Regions from separate parts of the Sus scrofa genome. Here all the other regions are linked to region 1. A link is a contact called in public Hi-C data. All regions are on one chromosome and are shown on one strand. The core of a region is the stretch at or near the end of the contact, and the rest is flanking DNA. Distances in the headings are between cores, read along the strand shown. Region 1 has its middle 260 kb from the start of ST3GAL1. Region 2 has its middle 88 kb from the start of ST3GAL1. Region 3 overlaps LOC110260216 (a long non-coding RNA gene).

Region 1 (4,612 bases), core at 1,012-3,511:
AGCGAATTCTACTTCTGGGTAGATACGCGGCAGTATCTTGGGATTGCTCTAAAAGATTTCTGCAGGAGTTACCTTCATGGCTCAGTGATTAACAAATCCAACTAGCATCCATGAGGATGCAGGTTTGATCCCTGGCCTCGCTCAGTGGGTTAAGAATCCAGTGTTGCCATGAGCTGTGGTGTAGGTCACAGAAGCGTTGCTGAAGCTGTGGCTCTGATTAGACCCCTAGCTTGGGAACCTCCATATGACACGGGCGTGGCTCTAAAAAACAAACAAACAAACAACAAATAAAAGACTTCTACAGAGTTGGCTGTATCAACATGATTTTTTAAATCAAAAGGCAGATAGACCTGAAATACCCACCCCCAATGAATTTCTTAAAAATGTGCTATTTCAGCTAATGGAAAAGTATAGAGCAGTGAAAATGAACCGATTACAGAAAAACGCAAAAGAGAGGCTGGATCTCCTAAACGTCATTTCGAGGGGAAAAAGCTACTCAGAGTTGGAATCATACACCATAGGAGTCCTTCAATATCAAGTTCAAAATCATGTGCTCCTAGATAATGTGTTATTTAGGGAAACAAATGAGCACAGTAAAACCGTAAAGAAAAGAAATAGAATGGCAAATACAAAATTCTCACGGGGGGGTCAAGTCTGAAAGGGGAGGAAGGAAAGAAATTTGGGGCATGGAGTTCCCATCGAGGCTCAGTGGTTAACGAATCCGACTAGGAACCATGAGGTTGCGGGTTTGATCCCTGGCCTTGCTCAGTGGGTTAAGGATCCGGCGTTGCCGTGAGCTGTGGTGTAGGTCGCAGACACGGCTCGGATCCCGCATTGCTGTGGCTCTGGTGTAGGCCAGCGGCTACAGCTCGGATTAGACCCCTAGCCTGGGAACCTCCACATGCCACAGGAGCGGCCCTAGAAAAGGCAAAAAGACAAAAAAAAAAAAAAAAAAAAAAAAGGAAAAAAGAAAGAAAGAAAGACATTTGGGTCAGGAGATAGAGAAGACGGCCTAGGTGGTGAGACTTACCCCTTGTGAGCCTGAATGGTGGACACACAGGGGTTTATTTTACCGTGGTTCTTTCTATGTGACGTACAGCTTTGAAGAGTCCATTTCTCACTTGCATCTAATATTTAATATTATCATGAAATACCGAATCACTTCGTTCTACCCGTATGAAAGCAATAAAGTCAACGGGCAAGGGTGATGGAGGAGGCAACGGTGCTCCTGACTGACCTAGACCCTAGAGGCGGCGTTTGCTCGGGACTTAGGAAAAAGGGAAAATCCGCAGAAAATCTTCAGGCAGATGAAACAGTGACAAGAAGGCACATGTGAAAGCAGCAAGCTGGGGAAAGTTGAGATCGGTGGGTAGAGAATGAAGTTTGCTGCAGACCTGACCAGGGAATTTGGAGATCCATGGGGATTCATGACAAAATTTCATATTGCAGTCACATCACCCTAATCTAAAATGCACCGTTTTAACCATTTTTAAGCGTACAGTTCAGGGACCTGAGGTGTATTCACATTCTTGGGCAACCGTCCTTGCTGTCCACTTCCAGAAAGTTTTCGTCATCCTAGGCCATTAAGGAATTTCTATCAGCTAAGGGATATGATTGGATTTACCTTTTAGGGAGGAAAAAAAAAAAAAAGCACATACCTCAAAACCAGGGAGTGTCTAAAGGCAGGGAGATTATTTTAGGAGGTCAGACGTGGTCCAGGCGAAGGAGAGTCAGAGGAATGGAGGAGGCAGGGGAGGCAATGCAAGAAAAGCCACGGATGGAGTTCCCATTATGGGTCAGTGATACAGAACCTGCCTAGTATCCATGAGGATGTGAGTTTGATCCCTGTCCCTGTTCAGTGGCTTAAAGATCTGACATTGCCGTGTGCTGCGGTATAGATTGCTGGTGTGTCTTGGATCTGGCATGGCTATGGGGTAGGCTGATTTGACTCCTATCCTGGGAATTTTCATATGTTGCGAGTGTGGCCCTAAAAAGACAAAAAAAAAAGCCATGGGAGTCCAGGATCGTCCTGGGGAAAAATACACAGATGCCCCTAACTGTGCTGGAGAGAGGACTGACCAGGGTAAACCCAGGTTTCTGGGTTGAACATAGACTGGGATCCTTTATGAGAACAAGGTTACAAGAGAAAAAGGTTGGTTAGGTTGGTTTCCTGCTTTTTAAATCAGCTGGGATCTCTGCTTTCCGCCCACACACCAAGAGGTAACCCTACATACGCCCCTTATCTTGCAGAGAGTTTTATCTCCACAGCCTTGGAGAATGTCAAAGCCTATTTCATGATAACAAAGTGGGTGGGGAAAGAAGGATTCCCGTAATCCTGCTTAGTTTTGCTGGGGGGAGGGAGGGATTGAGAGAGTAGGCGGTGGAGACGCAATTCTAAGAGTGAATGTGAGGCTCTCGGGATGAAGGAGACGACAGCCAGACCCCAGGTGGCACCCACTGCCTAGGGATCAGAAATCTGCTTTCCTCACTATTGATAGAAGCTCCCTATGGCTGTGGTCCTCTCTGACCCTCAGAGTCTTCCTCAAAATCAAATGGGGTTAGATGCAAACTATTACATTTATAATGGACGAGCAATGAGGTCCTACTGTGTAGCACAAGGAACTATATATATCCAGTCTCTTGGGCTAGAACATGATGGAAGATAGCATGAGAAGAAGAATGTATATGTATGTATCATTGGGTCAGTTCGCTGTACGGCAGAAATTGACACAACGCTGTAAATCAACTATACTTTAATTTTAAAAAATGTTTTAAAAAGAAACCAAATGGAGCCTCCGGGGAAGCTCCCACTGCCTCCAGGGGCCCAGTCAGTGAGGAGCCTGGGCCCTGACAGACGAGGTGAAACTTCCTAGGCCAACGACGGGGCAGAGTGAGGACCTGACCCCAACCTGTTGGAAGCATCTTCTCAGAAACAGCAGCAAAAACACCCTGGGATCTGGAACAAGAGTACAGACCAACAATTAGGAAACCACAGCCCAAGAACCAACTCCAACAGGCTGCCTGTTTTTTGTATAGCCTCTGGGCTGAGAATGATTTTTCCATTTTTAAATGGTTGGAGAGAAGGAAAAAAATCAAAAGAGGAAACACGCGTGACACGTGAAATGTTGTGAAATTCACATTTCAGTGTCGCTGTAAGTAACATGTTCACGGGACAGAGTCCTGCCGGTCCATTCCTGCACCGTGTGAGGCTGCTTTTGTGCTGCGATGGCAAAGGTAAGGAATTGCAACAGAGACGCCGTGGTCCACAAGGCCGACAGTATTTACTCTGCGGGGGATGTTTACCAACCTCTGATGCAGATCCGGAGGGTTCAGCGCTCCTGCGTCAGGCAGGGGAGGACTCGCGGTCCATGGGAGGGGTTAGCCCTCCACGCTCACCGGCCTGGAAACAGCCAGGGAGCTCTCACAGCCCAAATTCAGCTGCTCTCCCCTTCCCGGCCACCGCACTCTAGCCTCTTCCCCAGGTACGAACTGGAGTCCAGCTCAGAACGAATCTACACATCCATGTAGCATCCATCTGGGGCTGCATCCGCTTAGAATGAGACGTCCTGCTTATTCATTCCTTCCACAAGCTCTGGTAAATCCCTACTGTGTGTGAGATGGGAAGGATGCCATAAAGAACAACGAATAAGACATCCTCGTGGTATGAAGAGACGAGTGTATGAGAAGCATTAAGAAATAAGACCCCGTGGAGTTCCCATTGCGGCTCAGCAGTAATGAACCCGACTAGTATCTATGAGGACTCAGGTTTGATCCCTGGCCCTACTCAGTGGGTTAGGGATCCAGCATTGCCGTGAGCTGCAGTGTAAGTCGCAGACTTGGCTCAGATCCTGCATTGCTGTGGCTGTGATGTAGGCTGGCAGCTGCAGCTCTGATTCAGCCACTACCCTAGAAACCTCCATATGCCATGCCTGCAGCCCTAAAAAGGAAAAAAAAAAAAAAAGGAAGAAAGAAAGAAGACCCCAAGTAAATGTCTGTCTGTGGCTTCAGCAAGCATGGCGAAGGGAAACTGCACAGCATGACAAGGACCCAGGGTCCATGAGGGTCCAGGCTGAGGGTGTGAAGGATGAGTGGGCTTTATCTCCACAAATGGAAGAGAACAGTGGTTGGGCAAAGGGAACAGCATGGGCAAAGGGAACAGCATGTGTAAAGGCCATGAGGCACACAGAGAATTTAAGGAGCAAAGAAGGACAAAAGAGGACATATGGCTGGAACTGGGTGAGGGGGTAGGAGCAGGTCCTCAGCGGGAGAGGGGTGGTCCCATCCAGCCTGACTTCCTCTCCCCACCTCCCCTTCCACAAACTGGCACCGCTTGAATGCGCGAGCGCCAACTTGAGCAGAAGAGCTGGATGAATTATTAGTCATCTGTGCCACGGTTATATTATCCAACCATAAATGTTCAATTAAGGAGATTAATTGCATGTAAATTGCCTGAGCTGTAATTTAGTGTGACTGGAGAAAAGATTAGAAGTGGTGTGGACAGCAGACCTACACCTATGTGAGTCGGTATGTGTGTGTGCAGGAGATAATTTGCGTGCAAGCATTCAGCACAGTGCCTGGTCCATTGTAAGGGCTCAAGATATGTTAGTTATTG
Region 2 (4,612 bases), core at 1,557-4,056, 170 kb after region 1:
AGATCCCCAGGTTCCTTGTTTGACTCCAGGAGGCAAGTGGAGGCTTAGCTAACAGCTGTTCTTCTCCTGCCTGGGGCCGGACTGAAGACCTGCCCACCTGGAGGTTGCCTACCCAGAGGCCCGCACCTGACCGAGTTACTCATCCCCTAATCATTTACCGACAACCACTGTGTCTTCAGGGCTCCGTCCTTGTCCTTCTTTTTATTATCCACCTTGTCCCCAAGTGACCTCGTCCACACCTGGTCTCCACCACCCCCTGTGAACCTGGAGACACCCCGATCCTGCACCCCAGTCCTGAAAACTCACCTGCCCGAGGCCGTGTGGCTTTCCAAAGCCAGTCACCAGAAATAAAGTGTTGAAGGCGCTCGTCGAGAGGACATTGACCCGTGAGCTGGAACCAGGCAGTCAGAGACCCCTGTCCCCTCCCCCACCCGTGGAAGGTACGTTCGGTCCAATGTTCCACAACTGCGGCTGTTTTCAAGGACACAGTCTTGAGAGAGCATGTGAGGCCATCTGGATGCGTGCGTCACCAAACCCCTTTAAGGCCTCTCCATCAACTCTTAAGAGTCTGGCGGGTGCATGCAGAGATCTACTTGTCTGCTGCCCAGAACAAACTTCGTGAGTATACGTCCTTGCTTACTAAACTTGCACCTGCCGGTCCCAAGTGGTGCCTCTTTTTTTTTATTTTTTTTATTTTTTTTGTCCTTTTAGGGCCCCACCTACCACGGCATATGGAAGTTCCCAGGCCAGGGGATTGAATCCTGCAAACCCTGCAACCTACACCGCAGCTCAAGACAATGCCCGATCCTTAACCCACTGAGCGAGGCCAGGGATGGAACTCGTGTCCTCATGGATCCTAGTCGGGTTCCTTACTGCTGAGCCACGACAGGAACTCCCAAGGGTGCCTCTTTCTTTGGTTTCGCCTTGCCCTCCATGTATGGGACTGGTTTCAGATTTCACACCAAAAGCTCCTGAGGTTGCAAAACCAACAAGCTATAAGTGACCTCACTACCCCCACCTGTCAGCCTGTCACTGCACAGTCCAAATATGGTGAAATAACTGACCATCACCTGTCCCCTGCAAAGGGTGGGCTCCCGGAGGACAAGAACTGTGTCACGGCCACCTCCTCGTCCCCAGCACTTAGCACAGTATCTGACACATAGTAGGTGCTTGATAAATTTGTGTTGAAGAGAGAGCCCTCTAGGGCCCCAGTAGGCCATATGCAGAGCCTCCAGGTGGGTTTTGCAGAAGGTCTGGTATGAGAGGCATAGCAGGGCACCCTGTTTAAATATGTGTGTGTCAGTGTCTCTATTTAGATTGTCATTGTAAAGTTTACTTTTCAGGGTCTTTCATGGAAAAATAGATATAAGTGATTCATGCCTAAGATAGGATTTCTCTTATTATCTTAGAGGCAGCAACAATGAAAACCGTGAGTTCACATACACACTAGCAATAAAGGCATAGCCTGTAGTAATTTGAGAGCTGAATTATGTAATATATATATATGTATACACACACATATAATTTTTTTTAGGGTGGCACCCTGGGCATATGGAAGTTTCCAGGCTAGGGGTCGAATCTAAGCTACAGCTGCAAGCCTACACCACAGCCACAGCAATGCCAGATCCAAGCCTCGTCCGCCACCTGCACCACAGCTCACGGCAACACCAATCCTTAACCCACTGAGGGAGGCCAGGGATTGAACCTGGATCCTTATGGATACTAGTCGGTTTTGTTACCACTGAGCCACAATGGGAACTCTGAATAATATTTCATTTTCAAATCATGTCAATATAAATAAGGATACTACTGAAAAGAATTATACCTGTCAAACCTCTCTCCCCTGGATAAGGTGAGCCACACTAATAAATAATTTTTCTAAGTGTTTTAACTTTGGATTATTCTCTATTAATATTCCGATTTAAAGGAATATCAGAAAAGAGTCATTGACAAGGCTGTATCTACTATGAATTCTCTGATATTTGCATATATTTTATTACATAATTTTCTACACTTTTTACATCATTAAAAGTTCTTTCCAGCAATAAATAACTAAATAAGTAAATTTGTGATTTTCGTCCCCTATATGTCCCCATTTCGAGCCAGGCCTTGGATGTCTCCTTGCCTCAAAGACTTTAGCCAAAGGGACAGTTGTAAGTTGGGATTCTTTGAAATTGGTTCAATCCATTTACATAAGAAAAGGAGCGGCGTGTCCTCCTGGAGGACACTAGATAGGAAAGTGGCCAAAAGGATTTCTAAGGCTGGAAGTCAGCTGGAGCCCTGGAGAAGGCTTTAGAGGGGTGAGCAGGGACCTCAAGTGTCCCTGGTATCTAGTGGATTGAATTGTGTCCCCTCCAAATTCATGCTCCCCCGGGGAACCTCAGAATGTGATCTTCTCAACATGTCTTATCTTTGTACTGTTATTAGTTATATAAATTAAGATGAGATTAAACTGGATCAGGGAGGGGCCCCTAAATCTTGGTGTTCTAAGAGGAGAAAACACACACACACACACACACACACACACACACACGGTGCCAGGTGAAGACAGAGGCAGAGAGCAAAAGGATGCCTCTAGAAGCCAAGGCCAAGGATTGCCAGAAGCCACCAGAAGCTGGGAAAGAGGCAGGAGACAGTTTCCAAAAGGAACCTCTCCTGCTGACACCTTGATTTCAGACTTCTGGCCTCCTGAACCGTGAGAAAAGAAATTTCTGCTGTTTTTGGCCATCCTGTTTGTGGTCATTTGTTTTGGCAGCCCTAGGAAATGAACACATCCAGGAAGGCTGGACCACATGACAAGGGCGTTTAGGAGCCACGGTCCTCTATGGGTTACACAGCCTAGGACAGCGAGTGGCTCTGCCTGTTCATTGCACATGCTGCTAAGTAGCAGAGTTCCCTTGTCCCCGGCCCTGCGTGCATCAGACCTCTGGATCTTTGCATTTCTTGGGGGTCAAAGAGCCCCTTCCTGGATGTTAGGGAATCTTCAGCAGCCCGGCCACACGGACAGCTATGCTGAGTTCAAGGACACAACAACCTGTAATTTAACCAGAGCTTCTGGGCTGAGTCATGTCTGCTATGCCAGGTTCATAAAGAGGACGAGGGGAAAGAAATCCGTGAGAAAGGTACACTGGAATCACACCCAGCAGGACCTTAATAGAAGTCTGGATTTCCTTCTCTAGGCAATGGGAGCCTCTGAAATTTTAAGGGTTTTCAGCTTGAGAATGACTTGGGAGAATAACTTTCCTGAAGGGGGACTTCAGGAAAATAACTCTGGCTGTGGTTGTGTATAGGTTATCAAGAGTCTGGCTGCAAGTAACAGAACCATGACCTAAAGTGGCTGAAACAAAATAATCATATTGACTCATACAAAAGAAAGGCTAGAATGTAGGCTTCAGGTATGGTGTGATCTGGGCTCTGGATTTATTTTTTTTTAAGATTTTTTTATTATAGTTGATTTATCTGGATCTACTTAACTTCAATTCGGCTTCCCTTTGGGGCACTAGATATCTTCCAGAGAAACCCAGTTAAAAATACTTTTGTGTTCATGGCCAGTTAGAAATAAAGAGAGGCCTCACTTTTAAGAACTTCTTTCCTATAAGTTCCAAGTATATTTCTATCTTGTTGATCCAAATGGAGATTAATTCTATTTATTCCCTGAGCCAAATTCTGGCAAAGAGATTAGGGTAGTCATGATTGGACAAGACTAATCGGCTGCCTTAGCTGTTGGATCTAATATGTGTGAGTAGCGTATCGTGTTTCTGCAGACTGGAATGCCTTGGGATTTTTCAGGGTTGGAAGTGGAATTAAGGGTCATGGATCCTACATTCCTCGAGATGCAAAATCTCCAGCACAGCTCTCCTTCCACATTTTTGCCCTGCAGGTGGGTACATGCTGCCTGGGGAGTCAGTTCACCGCTGGGTTGCTGACCTATAGCAGGGTGAGGGCTGCCAATTGGACTCCTCACCCAGAAAACCTGAAACCCAGGCTGGATGAACAGAGGGAATTCAAGCTGATAGGATGATGCTGACAGTTGCTGAGATGTGGAGGGGCTGGGGCCACAAATATGTAGACAACTTTTAGGACTGACTTCAGGGCTTAACAGAGAAAGCCTATGGGTGGGGAGAGGAGAGAGCCAGAGAGCCAGGATAACCAGTTTCAGTGTCAGTCTGTCCCTCCCTACATAACTTCCTTTTTCTTTGTTTTTCCTTCGGGTAGCATCGGCAGCATACATAGCAGTTCTCGGGCTAGAGGTCGAATCAGGGCAACACTGGATCCAAACCCCATCTGCAACTTATGCTGCTGCGCGGAGCAACACCGGATCCGTAACCAAGGAGAGGGATTGAATCTGCATCCTCAGGGAGGCAACATGGGTCCTTAATCCACTGAGCCACAACGGGAACTCCTATATCACTTCTTTTACCTAAGGCAAATTGGGCCAGGTCCTCACAGCCCCAAAAACTTGAAGTAAAACGCCACCCCAAACAAAGCAAGTCCCAGCAGCTCCGAGCTTCCCTTTGACAAGCAAGGCAGCTCTTTCCTGCACAATCACTCAGATGGCATCGGAACCCGTTAGGATCTTTCCACTCTGATGTGCCAAGAAAGGGGACGGGGA
Region 3 (4,612 bases), core at 1,006-3,505, 130 kb after region 1:
TTACTGGACAAGAGAGACGGCCCCTCCTTGAAGTCTCACTGGCTTCCAGGACTGGGCAGCTGGACACGAAGTGGGGGCAGCGCCTGGAGATCTCAGACAGCTTTTCCAGTCTGGGGAACATGCCCACTGCCTCTTCCCAATTAGCAAAGTGAGAGCTCGCAGGTCTCTAAATTTAATCGAAGGGCAGAGCCGTGAGGTCACGTGTGAAGGCCAATTCTGGAATTCCTATTCCAGTTCTGACTAGCTCAGGAAAGACATCCTACAGAAGGGGCTATAGGAAATGGCTCTTGAAGGTTAAGTAAGAGTTTGTTGACCAGGGAAGAGGAGAGATGGTGATCCAAGGCAAGAGACATCGTGTTTAAGGGCAAAAACCTAAATATCCTTGACTTGTCCCGGAAAGGGATATGAAGAACAGCTAGAAAGGGAGCTAGGTTGGAAGCAGGCTTCGGGCAACGAGGGAAGGCATTGGTCAAATCGGGGTAACAGCTGGGACTCCAGCCTGCAGCAGAGGCCAAGAAGGATGTGCAGCAGGAGAATGATGGCTGCTAGGGAGCTAATTAGGTTAGCGGGTCCAAGAGCTAAGAGGGATAAATCAGACCCTAATCCCTAGGGCTGAGGACAAACCCAGGACAGTGTTCATTGTCTTTCTGGTTGAACAGCTCAAAGGTCCTCCTGGAGACAAGCTGAGCCAGCCCGCTTCTCCCCCTGCGTTTACCAGTTATCTCTCCTTGTTGCTGACAGGCAAAAGCCCGGATATGTTTCATGCATCAGTGACAATAGAGGGAAATCCTATGGGGGAGGGGGGATCTTAGAAGCCGCCTGCCAGGGTTCTACCTGACCGGGCTCATGAGGTTCCCCAGAACTGAAGCTGGCAGCACTTACGGCTTGAACCTAGCCAGAACCCAGATTGGGACTCGAACCCAGTCTAAACCCAGATTGGGACTTGAAACCACAGTTATTCACTCACCTCGTATCTGGACTTACTGAGGTTCAGGTTCTTTGTGCCTCAGCACAGAAGGAATCCAGAGAGAGAGAAAATGATAGGCAAAAAAACCAGATTTATTAAGATTGGAAGCTTGAAAGAGATGCAAGCGGGCGGGCGGGGAAGCTCTGCCCCCAGGATCCCATGGGCTACAGTTTTTCATCCAAGTGGGGTGGGGGTCAGAAAAGTCTGCCTCTTCCTCTTTCCCGGAGTGGTAGCTCCTCCTTGGTATCTGGTAAGAGAGTAGTTGACCCTAAGGTCAAACAAGGACGTCATGGTGCTTATTCCAACCAGCAGAAGGGTGGTCCTTCCACTCCTGCCCTTGGTCAGAACCCAAATGCAGGCCTCACGTCATCCCCCACCCACTGACCTGAGTCACAGTTCCCGCCTCCACTAGTCAAGTAAGGCTGCCGGTTCTGACGGCGTTCTTGAACAACTTACAGATCTCCCAAAGTTCCCTAAGTTTCCTTCTCTGTCTATGGTCCCTTACTGGGACTCCACGGCCACCTGTGTAACTATCCTAGTCCACCCTATCAGAACGCCCAGAGTGGGTGGCAGAGCCCAGGCTGGGACCTTGTCTCCAGTGGCCCCTGAGAGCTCTTGCAGCATCCCCGGTCCCAGCCACCTGTGCTGGGAGTCCTGGAAACAGCCCGCTGGATGTCCTCGGTGACAGGCTCCCAGGAGGACGGAGACAGACCGCACCCCCCACATGTGGCTGTTCAGCTTGGAGACCCACTGGGGACATGGGTTCAGCCCGGCACCAGATCTACACCTTTGCCTGGAAGGTGGAGACTCAAATTGGGCAGCAAGCAACAACGGCCTGAGGAAAACAACTGCGCACATAGATGAACCTCCTACAAGGATTCGCTGCCCTCTGTCCTGGGACTCGACCCCCGACCCCTCCTCCTTCTTCGTCATTCCTGCCACAAATACCCACCAGGAGCTCCAGCCACCACTTCTGGCCTCAGATCCTTTATAAGCCCAGCACCTCCTCAGAGTCAGGGCTGGTGCCATCTGGAGCTCAGCCCGACCCCCTCTGGTGCCTGAAGAAGTCTCTCTGGCTTTACCAACTTGGCCTTGCGTGTTCCTCCCTCTGAAACCTAACATTTGGGGCTGAAACCCAGGAGGGATTGGCGGGGGGTCAGAAAGCTGGCCAGTAGCACCTGTAACCTCTGGGTTTACAACCCAGAGAGCAGAGGGCAGGGGCAGCTGGTCCTGGGCTAATCTCAGGCTCCCATGCAGGTCTGGGCCCCTGATCCAGGCATCTCCCTGCCAACCCTCTGGAGCCCAGCCAGGGAGAAACGCCAAGCCGGGAACTCCGCCTTGCCATTACCAACTCCGCATCCAACACCGGCCTCCCAGTTCTAGGGGAGTGGCTGACCCCTCCTTCCTGCTCCTCCAGAACCTGATGAGCCACCTCTCCCAGCCCCCACTGTCATGCTCAAGGTACGGGCTACCTCCACCCCTTCCATAGCCAGACATCATGCTCCCATTCGAATGAAGTTAAAAGACCCGTCCACAAAGCCCTGCCACCCCCACTGTCCTTTGAACCCTGAGAGCAGAAGGGGCCTCCAACCTATTATTAACCGCCTTCTTTCTCGTAACTTACCCCAGCCCTCTCACTCCCATTCAACAGTCCATCCTACCGGTAAAAAAGTCAGATGGCTCTGACCGCCTTGTCCCAGATCTCCGCATCATAAACCAGGCAGTCCTGCACCTCCCCCGGGGGTCCCTAACCCCTGCACCATCCTACCCCTTCTTCCCCCAGATACCTGCCACTTCTTGGTACTCAATCTGAAGGATGCCTTCCTTCCTGTCCCTTCACACCCAGACTCTCAGGACCTTTCCGCCGTCACCTGGACACATCCCGACACCCACCCATCGAGTCCGCTTACCTGGAGGTCCTTCCCCAGGGCTTTCGGGACAGCCCCTGGCTTCAGATCGCATCAGCCCGAGTACCCTCCTCCAGCACGTGGATGGTCTCTTACGATGCAGCCCAGCGTATGACAGCTCTTAAACAGACAGCGACGCTTTCAAACCCTGGCTGATAAGGGATACCGGCTGTCTCCCGCCAGAGCTCAAGCTTCGGGCCCCCAGGTCAAATAGCTCAGAATCTATTACCCTGGATGTCACGCTGTCACTGTAGACAGAAAACAGCTCATTGCTTCTCTCCCCAACCACCACCCCTTTCAAACAGGCACTCCCATCTTTCCTGGGGCTTGCAGGATTCCTCCGTATCCGGATCCCCAACTTGAGGCTTTGGCCCGTCCCCTATACCAAGCCACCAAAGGGCCTCTAATAAAGGCCCTGCTGTCACTATTACAGCTCCCTTCTTTAAATTACAGCAGGCGCTTATCTCCGCCCCTGCTTGCTCCCTTCCTGGCTTATCACAAGCCTTCAAGCTCCCTTCAACAGAAAGACAAGGAAGAGCCCTTGGTCTGTTGGGAAAAGACAGGGGACCAGATATTCAAGTCGTTGCTAGATGCCACAGTCAGGGGATGGCCAGCCTGTCTGAGAGCCCAGGCTGCAGCTGCCCTCTTAACATCTGAGAGCAAAAAACTCATCTTTGGATAGTCCACCACCGTCTAGTCCACATATAACCTCCCGGGCCCTCTCTCACATAAAGCCACGCAAAATCTTTCTCCCTTGGAGACGAACACAGGAGCTTCATCTGGCTTGTGTCGAGTCACTCGACACACACTTGGCCAGAAGCCCCCCGCTCAACCCGGCTACACTTTTATACATCCCGGACAGGAAAGTCTTACAGTCTTGCGAGGAAATTTTATTATTATTATTATTGGTCTTTTTATCTTTTTAGGGTCGTATCCATGGCATATGGAGGTTCCCAGGCTAGGGGTCTAATCAGAACTGTCGACCCTGGCCTACACCACAGCCACAGCAACACCAGATCCAAGCTGCATCTGAGACCTACACCATATCTCACGGCAACGCCGGATCCTTAACCCACTGAGCAAGGCCGGGGATAGAACCCGCAACCTCATGGTTCCTTGTCAGATTTGTTTCTGCTGCACCACAACGGGAACTCCAAGGACATTTTAGATTTCAACTCACCGTACCTCACTAACCTCTCAAACCATCCCTTGCCTAAAGCTTCTGATACCTGGTTTACTGATGGCAGCGCCTTCTCTCAGGATGGAAAGAGGGTGGCAGGATATGCAGTAGTTTCTCTTAAGGAGGGCATTGAATCTAACCCCCTTCCAAGAGAAGCCACCGCCCCAAAGGCAGAATTCATTGCCCTTCCTCGAGCCCTGGTCTTAGCTGCAGGACAAGAGGCAAACATTTACACTGACTCCAAGTATGGCTATCATATCCTTCGCTCTCACGCCGAAATCTGGGAAGAGAGGGGCTCCTCTCCACGAAGGGCTCCCGCGTACTTAATGCCCCCTTAATCTTTAGGCTTCTCCAGGCAGCCCAACTGCCCAAGGCAGCTGCTGTCCTTCACTGTAAGGGGCATCAAATGGGAAGGGATTTCTCATTCAGGGTGACAACAAAGCAGATAGAGAGGCCAAGAGGGCTTCTCCATGCCAGCCCCCTTCCCCGCAACTCCTAACTGTTCCAGATATTACAGCACAGTACTCCTAGGAGGAACAGCAATTCCCTCTTAGCCTC

Evidence for each region. Hi-C and Micro-C count contacts between places; a contact is called where the count stands out from the background.
Region 2: a contact with region 1 is called in a Hi-C map of liver, with 2.1 times the contacts expected there. A contact is called at or near these places in 2 of 5 promoter capture datasets (fetal liver and skeletal muscle), 12 of 47 Hi-C or Micro-C datasets (alveolar macrophages, embryonic fibroblasts, fetal liver and 6 more) and 1 of 2 datasets of targeted methods (skeletal muscle).
Region 3: a Hi-C map of liver shows a contact between it and region 1, with 3 times the contacts expected there. A contact is called at or near these places in 2 of 47 Hi-C or Micro-C datasets (heart right ventricle and liver).

The regions. Positions count from the first base shown.
Region 1 is chr4:7,636,405-7,641,016 of Sscrofa11.1, forward strand. No RefSeq gene overlaps it. Among named protein-coding and RNA genes, the nearest start is that of ST3GAL1, 260 kb to the right of the region's middle.
Region 2 is chr4:7,806,690-7,811,301 of Sscrofa11.1, forward strand. No RefSeq gene overlaps it. Among named protein-coding and RNA genes, the nearest start is that of ST3GAL1, 88 kb to the right of the region's middle.
Region 3 is chr4:7,766,181-7,770,792 of Sscrofa11.1, forward strand. It overlaps LOC110260216 (a long non-coding RNA gene), which reads right to left. Exons shown (of 2, transcript XR_002343066.1): 2 at 1,039-3,122. Among named protein-coding and RNA genes, the nearest start is that of ST3GAL1, 130 kb to the right of the region's middle.